Regions from separate parts of the Mus musculus genome. Here all the other regions are linked to region 2. The links are chromatin contacts, called in public HiCAR-type and HiChIP or PLAC-seq maps. All regions are on one chromosome and are shown on one strand. The core of a region is the stretch at or near the end of the contact, and the rest is flanking DNA. Distances in the headings are between cores, read along the strand shown.

The links. HiCAR-type assays count read pairs that join an accessible place to other places. HiChIP or PLAC-seq counts read pairs in DNA pulled down with a chosen protein or histone mark.
Region 1: a contact with region 2 is called in an H3K27ac HiChIP or PLAC-seq map of embryonic stem cells, with 7 times the contacts expected there. The contact joins the promoter of Map3k1 here to the promoter of Ccno in region 2. A contact is called at or near these places in 1 of 39 promoter capture datasets (pre-B cells), 4 of 484 Hi-C or Micro-C datasets (all in embryonic stem cells) and 2 of 115 datasets of contacts at active chromatin or transcription factors (embryonic stem cells and microglia).
Region 3: a HiCAR-type map of astrocytes shows a contact between it and region 2, with 3 times the contacts expected there. The contact joins the promoter of Mier3 here to the promoter of Ccno in region 2.

The regions. Positions count from the first base shown.
Region 1 is chr13:111,807,572-111,810,521 of GRCm38.p6, reverse strand. Map3k1 (mitogen-activated protein kinase kinase kinase 1) reads left to right here and starts at 1,529. Exons shown (of 20, transcript NM_011945.3): 1 at 1,529-2,019. The coding sequence starts at 1,553. It overlaps Gm15327 (a long non-coding RNA gene), which reads right to left and starts at 1,384. Exons shown (of 3, transcript XR_382912.2): 1 at 775-1,384.
Region 2 is chr13:112,986,337-112,989,323 of GRCm38.p6, reverse strand. It overlaps Ccno (cyclin O), which reads right to left and starts at 1,522. Exons shown (of 3, transcript NM_001081062.1): 1 at 1,040-1,522; 2 at 248-433. The coding sequence starts at 1,426.
Region 3 is chr13:111,684,460-111,687,587 of GRCm38.p6, reverse strand. Mier3 (MIER family member 3) reads right to left here and starts at 1,410. Exons shown (of 13, transcript NM_172593.3): 1 at 1,234-1,410. The coding sequence starts at 1,242.

The sequences.
Region 1 (2,950 bases), core at 280-2,779, 1.2 Mb after region 2:
TGTGGCAATCTAGGAAGACCTGGGAAATAACTACTGTTTGGTTTGGATGTTATGCTTGTCTACCATTAAAAGAGCATATAATTATAGCCTAAATGTAGACCTAAATCTTGAACAGACTAATCTAAACTTTCAAAACGTGTACCTTTTAATGTAACCATTGAGAACTGTAGCGTGCCAGATGTTATAGCAGTAAGTATAACACCGAGCTCAAGCTGAAGTCAGGATCCCTTTTTAAAAATCCCTTTTGCCTCACCTTGCTCTCTGGCTGACATTACACACCTAAGGAGGGCTTCATTTGATCTACTTTGGAGAGGTTAAATGAATTATTTTGAGCTAGTTCAGGCTTTTGTCTAAATGCTGGAGAGATCTTTCCTTTCTCTGTAAGATGAAAACCCTTCTTACCCCTCCCCCCACGCCTCATGTCTTAATGTTTCACAAAATAAATCTAGAAATCCTGGGTTCTGAGAGATTGTCTATTCTAGACAAAGTGGCTAGGGGAAAAAAAAGTGGCAGAGGCGGGTGAGATAGGGACGACAAGGCAGCTTTATCCCGTTGAAAAAGGGTCGAAGGGGGGAAATCCCATATACGTATACTGCTTTTCTATCTCCAGCACATTTTCTAGACTCTGGGGCAGGAGAAAGGCGAGGGACGCCGCACAGGGCAACCAGGGAGCGGCGGCGGGAGGGAGGTGGGGGACCCGGGAACCGGCCTGTCACCTGACTGCCAGGAAGAGGGACGTGCAGCTGGGAGCATCTGTTGGGGGTGGGGAGAGACCTGGTAGAAGATGGCATGATCCAGCGCTTCCTGGCATAGCGCTGGCTCCTTCCCCAGACGTGCTCTCCCGCTTTCGGTTGGAGCCTGCCTTTCCAAGACGGGGGAGTAACCTCTGGCAGAGTACCCGGGTTGGTCCCTCTGCGTAGCCGGGGGAGTGGGGGGGAGGGTGTCCCAAACCAGCAGCTTCAGAGGTGCACAAGGTAGCGCAAGAAATCTTAAGTAGTGTTATTTGTGACACGAGGGCGGGACAAGAGGTCTGCTTTCCTAAGAGAAGGCTTCGCGTCCGCCCGTCTGCGGCAGGCGACAGTCCCGGGGCGCCACCTGCGCTTCGGGCGCGGGCCGGGCCGGTGCGCGCGGGGGCCCCCCCAGCAACCGCTACTAAACGCGTGAAGTGACAGACCGTGAGTCCTCCGGCTTGCGTCCCCTTCCAGAACCAGGGACTCACGCTCGGATTACTGCTTGCTCAAGGGTGGGCGAGCTCCCGCCGAGCCGCTGCCCCGCCCGGTCTCGCACTACCTGGCGGCGGCCTGGTTGCAGCGCACAACGCCCGGCGCCCGGTTCCCCGCATTGCCCCTGCCCTCCCACCTGCGCCGCGCGCCCGCCCGCCGCTCCGCGCTCCCGGGCCCCGGCCGGGAGGCGCGGCCCCGCTCGCGCCCGCGCCCGCGCCCTCGGCAGCAGCGCGCGCCCGCCCACCCGCCCGCCGCTCCGCCCGCCCCCCGCGCTCTCCCCGCCCCCTCCCTCCCCCGCAGGCACGAGCGAATGTAGCCCGCGAGAGAAAATGGCGGCGGCGGCGGGCGATCGCGCCTCGTCGTCGGGATTCCCGGGCGCCGCGGCGGCGAGTCCCGAGGCGGGCGGCGGCGGCGGAGGAGGAGGAGCTCTCCAGGGAAGCGGCGCGCCCGCAGCGGGCGCGGCGGGGCTGCTGCGGGAGCCTGGCAGCGCGGGCCGCGAGCGCGCGGACTGGCGGCGGCGGCAGCTGCGCAAAGTGCGGAGTGTGGAGCTGGACCAGCTGCCGGAGCAGCCGCTCTTCCTCGCCGCCGCCTCGCCGCCCTGCCCATCTACTTCCCCGTCGCCGGAGCCCGCGGACGCGGCTGCAGGAGCGAGTCGCTTCCAGCCCGCGGCGGGACCGCCACCCCCGGGAGCGGCGAGTCGCTGCGGCTCCCACTCTGCCGAGCTGGCGGCCGCGCGGGACAGCGGCGCCCGGAGCCCCGCGGGGGCCGAGCCGCCCTCTGCAGCGGCCCCCTCCGGGTGAGCGGCGGGCCGGGGCCGGGCGGGCAATGAATGAAGCGAGCGGGGCGCGCTGCTCCCGGGGCTCCGCTCGTTGGGGGTGGGGGGGGAGCCCGCGTCCCCGAGCCCTGAAGGTCGGGCGGCGCCCGGGACGGCGTGGGGACGGGACGGGAACGTGCGGGAGAGTTTGTTATTGTTTGCGGACATGTGACAGGCGTGGAAGCCGCGAAGGTGCGGGGCTCCCCGGGCCGGGTCCTGAGAGCCCCCGCGGCGCGAAGTGAGTTTGGGGGGCTCGGAGCGCGAAGGTGACGGCGGTGGGTCTGCGCGCTGTGACAGCCTAGAGCCCCTCGGCCCCACGGGGACGCGCGCCCGCGGGCAGGTACCGGGCCGGGCTCCGGCGGCGCGCCCCGGGCGGCCGGGGGATTCCGGGGACTGCGGGGGGGGGGGGCGCCTGTCAAAGCGACGCAGGCGGACGCTGCGGGCTCGCGGGGCGGCCGGGTCTGCGGGGACTCCGTGGCTGCCCTCGCTGCGTGTCCTTGGGAATTCCTCCCGCACCTCGGGGGCTAGAGCGCCCGGTGCTGGGAGTTTGAATCCGGCTTTGAAGTTAGCTTTTGGCGGAATGCTGTGGGATCCAGGACCGGATGTGTCAGCCATTCAGCTTCAAAGCTGTGGGGACTGCGCCCCGCAGCCCCGCTGCGTGGCGGGGACAGGGACGGTGCGGGGCTGCCGCTTTGCTCGCAGGGGTCTTCCGGTGCACCAGAAGTAGGATGTGCGTAAGATAGTTTACACCAACGGCTCTTTGGCCTCGCCCTGTTTTGGCTACTGGAAAGTTTTCTGTTAGAGGAAATTCTTTTAAGTATATGATACTTAAAAAAAAAATCTGATGAAAATACACAAAAGCATAAAATCTTGATGGATGTGTGAAGTTGCTGGATATGTTTTCGTCATCGTC
Region 2 (2,987 bases), core at 273-2,772:
GACTTTAAAAGCATCTTTTCCAGAGACAAGTACCACAAAGCTTTGGTTGGGCGGCCAGCTACAGCCTAACCTCTTTGTAGTCTGAAAGGATTGTTGCTGTGAGTGGTAAGAGAAGTTAAGGCTATGACATGGAAAGATCTTCGAGCATCTGCCCAGATAAGCCAAGCAACCCAGCCCTAAGCCATGCACGAGTTGGGGAAGGGGGGCGCTGGCTGCAAACACATCGCACTCTTTCGCCTGGTGGTACCTGCTTGCAAGCGATGAGCAGACAGGTGACCCCGAGCAGCTGGAAGCAGTCTGCAGCAACAGGGGTCGTGAGGAGAAAACGGTCCAGAGTATTCACGGTCAGACACAGCGACTCGAAAGAGAGGCCGAACTGGCGGTGGACTTGCAGGAGCCAGCTGAGCAGTTTACAGCGCGATTCGGCAGTCACCTGGCCGGGAGCGAGAGGGGGAGTGTGCTGAAGCGCGCGCCCGAACAAAACAATCCAGAGAGGCAGAGAGGCAAAGGGGAAAACGCTAAATGACTGAAAAATAGGAGGCACGTGGGGGGGAGGGGGGGAGGTACGGGCCTGCCTTAAACCAGGCGTTCCGGAACGCCTGGGAACGTTTGGGCTCGCGCCTGGTATTGTGCACAGTGCATTAGGGCACACTACCCAGTCTAACCCTCTCAGCAAGTCAAAGGGACTATAAGGGGTGGGGGGTGGGGGGTAAAGTTTTTGTTTTTTTTTTAAACAGAAGTGCAAGCAAATTTAGGAGTTCTGGATCTGACGTAGAAGCTGTCGAACTGCGTTATAATAAAACTCCTCTACCCACCCCCTATAACTTCCGATATCCACCTCTCCACCCACAACCTTTCTCCATCTAAATAGGTCAGTGGGCCAATCCTTGAAGGTCCCAATTGCTCCTACTGATGGCAGATAATGGGCTGCAATGACTAGGGCTGTGCGAAGGGCAGCCAGCAGCCATGGAGAGAGCGAGCTAGCCTGGGAGAGACAGAAGCGCGACGGCCCCGGGTCTGGCTCTTGCCAGCGCCTCACTTGTGGCTGGCGCGCCAGCGACTCCCGCGGGTGGAAAAGATTCTCCTGCGCCTTTCGGAAGTCGTAGCAGCTCTGGCCGTATTCTCGGAAGGTCTGGAGATCCAGCGCTGTCAAGGGCTGGGCAGGGTTGAGTAGGGAGCTGCAGTCCCGCGCCGCAGACACTGCGGGGCTGTCGGCGCCGTCCGAGCTGGAGCTGGGGGACTCGAAAAGGTCACAGACGCCCGAGTCTCCCGGGAGCGAACACGCGTTCAGCGGCCGCAGCGGCTTCTTTCTCCGGAGGCACGGGCGTCTGCTCTTCTTCACTGGGGCGCGGAGGTTCTGGTGGCTGTCTCGCCTCCCGGCTCCCGCGGCGGGGCTGCCCGGGCTGGCAGGGCAAGGGGTAACCATGTTACAATCGGGTAGCGCTCCTAGCGTCTACGACGCCCGGAGCGTCGGCGCGAGAGCTGCGAGGAAGATCCGGTCCCGCTGGCGGCGCAGCTCTAAGTACCCGGACTGTGCCTTCCCTCCACCACTCCCCCGGCCTCTCACTGGCTGAGCCCCGAGCCGCCCACGGGCCGCGCTTTCCCGGAGGCAGAGCCACACCCCTCGCGTGCGAGCAACGCGTGGCCCCCGCGCTGGTTGCAGGGGGAGGAGGCGTTGCAACTCCCGCCTCTCACCCGCCTTCAGCTGCAGGCTCCGCGCGTCTGTCGTCACCGTGGCAACCGCAGCCCGGGTCCTGGCGCCAGCTGCTTGAGCTCGGTGGAAGAGCGTAAAGATCACTGGCCACCTAGGGGAGCCATGGGCCGTCTGAGCGGTTCAGCCGCCCCCGGAAAAAGGGAAAGGCTGCTCCGGGGAACCTGGTCCTTGGTTAGATTGTCTGGCCTGGTGTGATCATCTTTTATGCCAACCCTCATCCAGGTGGGTCCGCCTCTGAGCTCCGGACCAAGATCAGGCTAGGTTTTCTTCAGTGACCCATAAAAGGACTTGATTTGCGACTATTTTATTTCATTCCGCTGGCCCAGGGAAGGAGAACTTTGGCGCGTCGCTAACGTCTGTTAAGTATGTGGGAGCCCGTCCTGTCAGACAGGTATTTGTGATCCAAAAACGTAGGAAGTTACTTCAAATGACCGTCGCACAAGCCCGCTGCCCTCTGGATACTTTGCCCCGCACTTTTCATCCCGAGCCAAACACGCCAAGGCTGCAGCCGTTTAGGGCCTTAATGTCACAGGTGGCATTTCTGTGGAATTGCTCACAGTGTGTTCTGCTTTGGGTCATTAGCTTTTAACCCTCTACCTTTCTAGGTTATTCTTTGTGCCCAGGGTAGGATGGAGGGAAATCAAAGGAATGCAGAGTTGGGGGAGGGGGAGGCGCGGGGACAAGAGAGAAAGGTAGAATGTGACACCTTCTCCATTCTCAACCCGTGTACTCCAAACTCCGGTCCTGATCTAAAAGAGACGTTAAGGCGCTGTGAGTTCTGCACACGCGGCCGTCCTCACTGATTCCAAAGACAGCTGGAAATTGTTGGAGTCCACGTGCAAATCCTCCCCCTAGAAACTTGCCAGAGAAGCAGGTGAGGGGAAAGGGCTGGATTTCAGCTTCTCGCCTCCGTTTCTATTCTCTGTGATTCTGAAGGCGCTTTAAATTGCAGCACTTGTGTGACGCGGGGTTGCTGAGAATCACCTGAGAGGAGTTTTCTACATGCAAGTGCCTGGCTTTCTGTCTCCTCTCAGGCTGTTGATGGGTAACATTACGGGGAGATCAACCGAATCCACAGCAAGGGGGCCACATAGCAGACCTCTTCCTAGAAGAGTTTTCTGGGTGAGGAGGAAGGATCTAGGAACTCTCTGATTCTGCCTCTTGGTCCAGCGGGAAAGAGCACAAAGCACCTCATCAGTAGGATCCAGAGTGTACCTATTTAATGATCTTGTTCAGCAAGACATTATTCGGTCTCCATTTCGTCGTCTGTAAA
Region 3 (3,128 bases), core at 161-2,660, 1.3 Mb after region 2:
GGAGTTGAAACGGGCAACTCCGAGACACCGTTTAGAGCTCGGCAAGTTACAAAGCCGGGAAGCCGAAGCCAGAGCTTACCCGGCTCGCAGCATCAATCCTTCATCCCGGGCATCTCACGAGTCCCCCGACTACAGCAGCTCACCCAGCTCTCCGCTGGCCCTAGAGCAACTCCTCGAAACGCAACCCCGTCCCCTAGGAGGGTCTCACCCTCTGAGACACACACACACAGCCTGCCCTTGGAGTGCGCGGGCGCCCCAACTCCAGGGTTTGTCGACTGCCCCAAGCGTAGGCCAGCTCGACCCTGACACTGGTCCCCAACCCAACGCGGGAGCACCCTCCCGCCCCCACCTCCCCACCCCCACCCACCAGCCGCTGAGGTCGGAGGAGCCGCGACCACTGAGTCTGGGACCAGCCGGGTCCTCCCCCGGGGGAGCGGTCGGTCCCCGGCCCGCCAGCTCGGCCCTAGCACACACAGCTCGCTCCTGCCCAGCCCCGGTGCTCCCATCACGCCGCCCCCTCCCCCAGCTTGCCCGTCCCAGGGGAGCCCGGTGCCCGGCAGCCCGGGTCGCCCGGTGCCCCCCCCCCCAAGTCCGGCCCGGGGTAAAGAGACTCTCGGGCCGCTCGGCGGGCGAGGGCGTCGAGGTGTGGGTCGGTCTCTGCGCCCGGGGACGCCGCACCTCGCAGGCTTCGGGGTAGAGAGTCCCGCTCCGCTCCCGCTGGCCTCGGAGCCCCCGGTCAGGAGAGGCGGCGGGCGGCCGGATTGCCGAGGGCCGGGTCGGCTCACTCCGGCGGGGCAGTGGCGCAGCCCGCTCTCCGCGCTGCATTCCAGCCGCCGACCGAGGATCGGCCGCTCTCCACCCACCCCGATCCCGGGAGGAGGCGCCGAGCGAACGGCGGCCCGCGTCAGCCGCCCCGGCCACGGCCCGGAGGCTACCCCGGCCCGAGGCTCGCCGCCGCCGCCCTCCGCCGCCCGGCCCCGCCGCCCGGCCCGGCCGGGGTCGGAGCCGCCGCGGCCTAGTCCCGAAGGGAGACCGCTCCCGCGCCCGCTCCCGCCCCTCCGGCAGCCTCGCCGCGCCTCGCCGCCGCCCCGCGCCCCCCATCCCCCGTCGCCGCCGCGCCGCCTTCCGAGGACCCGCGGGAGGAGCCGTGGCTCTCGGGCCGGCTGCGGGGCTTCGGAGGGCCGCCCGGCTCCCGCTCCAGCACGGCCGCCGCTGCCCGGTTTCTCCGCTCACCTCCGCCATATTGGTACCTTTAGGGCGAACGAGCAGCGCCGAGCCCAGTCCCCGGATGGGGCGCCTGAGCCAATCGCAGCCGCCGCCGCCGCTGCCGCCGCCGCGGCCCGCCAGGCACCCGCCCGGAGGCAGAGGCGGCTCGGCCCCTTATAGGGCAGGCCGGCCCGCGACGCCCCCGGCCCGCTCGCACACCCACGCCGTCCGGCGCTCCCGCGGCCGCCGCTCCTGCACGCGCCCGCCCCGCGCGCCCACGGCGCTCTGCCCCGGCTGGAGTAAAGTTCCAGCTGAACTGCGGGCGAGCGCGGGGACCGGCCGGTGGGTGCGGTGGGGGGGCCGGAGGGAGGGAGGGAGGGAGGGAGGGCGAGCCCGGGGCGGGGGAGGAAGGAGGGTGGCGGGAGACTCGGAGGAGGACTCGACGGACTTTCCCGAAGTGAGAAGAGTACGCGATGGCAAGTGAGCGAGCCGCTGATGGGCAAAAGAGGAGAGAGACCCGGACAGGAAGCAGGACGGCTAGGCACCTGCAGGAATGGAATGCGCATCGGCGTTCAGTGGCTTGGAGTGAACTGTGGAAGTAGACATTTGCCAGACAGGCTCTGGAAGATGATGGCAATTCAGAAGGCAGAAAGACTGACAGACGGAGCCAGACATGATGAGCGTGCTTGCGCGACATTCATAGCCTGTACACTTTTTTTTTTTTAAAGACCAGTTCTAGGAGTTATTAATCACAAATAGTCTAGAAGATGACCCGAAGATATACACTTGATAAACCTTTTAAAAAGCAGAGTGTCAAAGACCCTGAACCAAATTGCAAAAACTGCCTCTCACACCTACCTCGGGGGTAAATAAAAACAACATTGTTTGAGATTATACATACAATAAATGTGGTCTCCTGGATAAGTGGATACATGGAAGAGAGAGAGAGACTTAGCAGATGTATCTGTTTCTGCATAGGCTTCAAGAAATAATCCTGTGTATGAAAACAGATCCATGAGAAGATAATATACAAACAGGAAGGTGTGCTAAGACCTTACAGGGGCTTAGAGTGTCCGTGAAGACCAGAGCTCTCCTCCCAGATGCCTGCCAGGAGCTTGTAATAAATATTAATGGCAAAATGAGGTTTGCACTGTAGCTTCATAAATTTAAGCATTTTTAAGATGCTAAAACTTTTCATAACTTTAAACCTTAATTACACTGTTCAGGTTTGAGCCTAGGGTCTCCAATTCCCTCACTGGATGAGGATGGAGATGGGTTATGGGAAGAAGCAACGGTTACTTTTAAAGAGGATTACCAAGGCAAAAAAAAAAAAAAAATCAACCTAAAAACACGGGTAAAAGTTATTTATTCGTGGAAATTTTACAGAAGAAAAAAGTCACTCAACTTCAAAACATCCAAAAGACATGGAAAATTACACTTCCCCTACTGTGAATGATATCACAAACTTTTGTCCAATCAAATAACTCAAAAACAGGCTTGGCACATGTTGTCCCTACCATCTTCAACGAGGCGTTCAAAGTTGTAAAAGTTAAAAAACAAAACAAAACAAAAAACCCTGTGGCTTGAAATGGAGCAGAGTGACCAGGGTTAGTGAGGGGCAGTGCGCACCCACACCCTCTGATAAAGCCAGAAAGCACTGCTCAGCAGCTCGGCTCCAGCCAGGTAGCCAACAGCCTGCCCCTTATTTACATCATAAAAAAAAAAAAGTTTCATCCTACAAATTTATCACATCCTCACAAGTGTGGCCTTAGATTCTCCTGGCCAATTCTGAGAAATATATGGCCTTGCAGTTCTCCATGAACAGAGTAGTAAGGTTTCTTCAGGTTCTCTTGACATTTTGACAGCTTTGACGAATTGTATTGTATATAAGCAAAACTTGAAAAGGTAACCAGGGAGCCTGG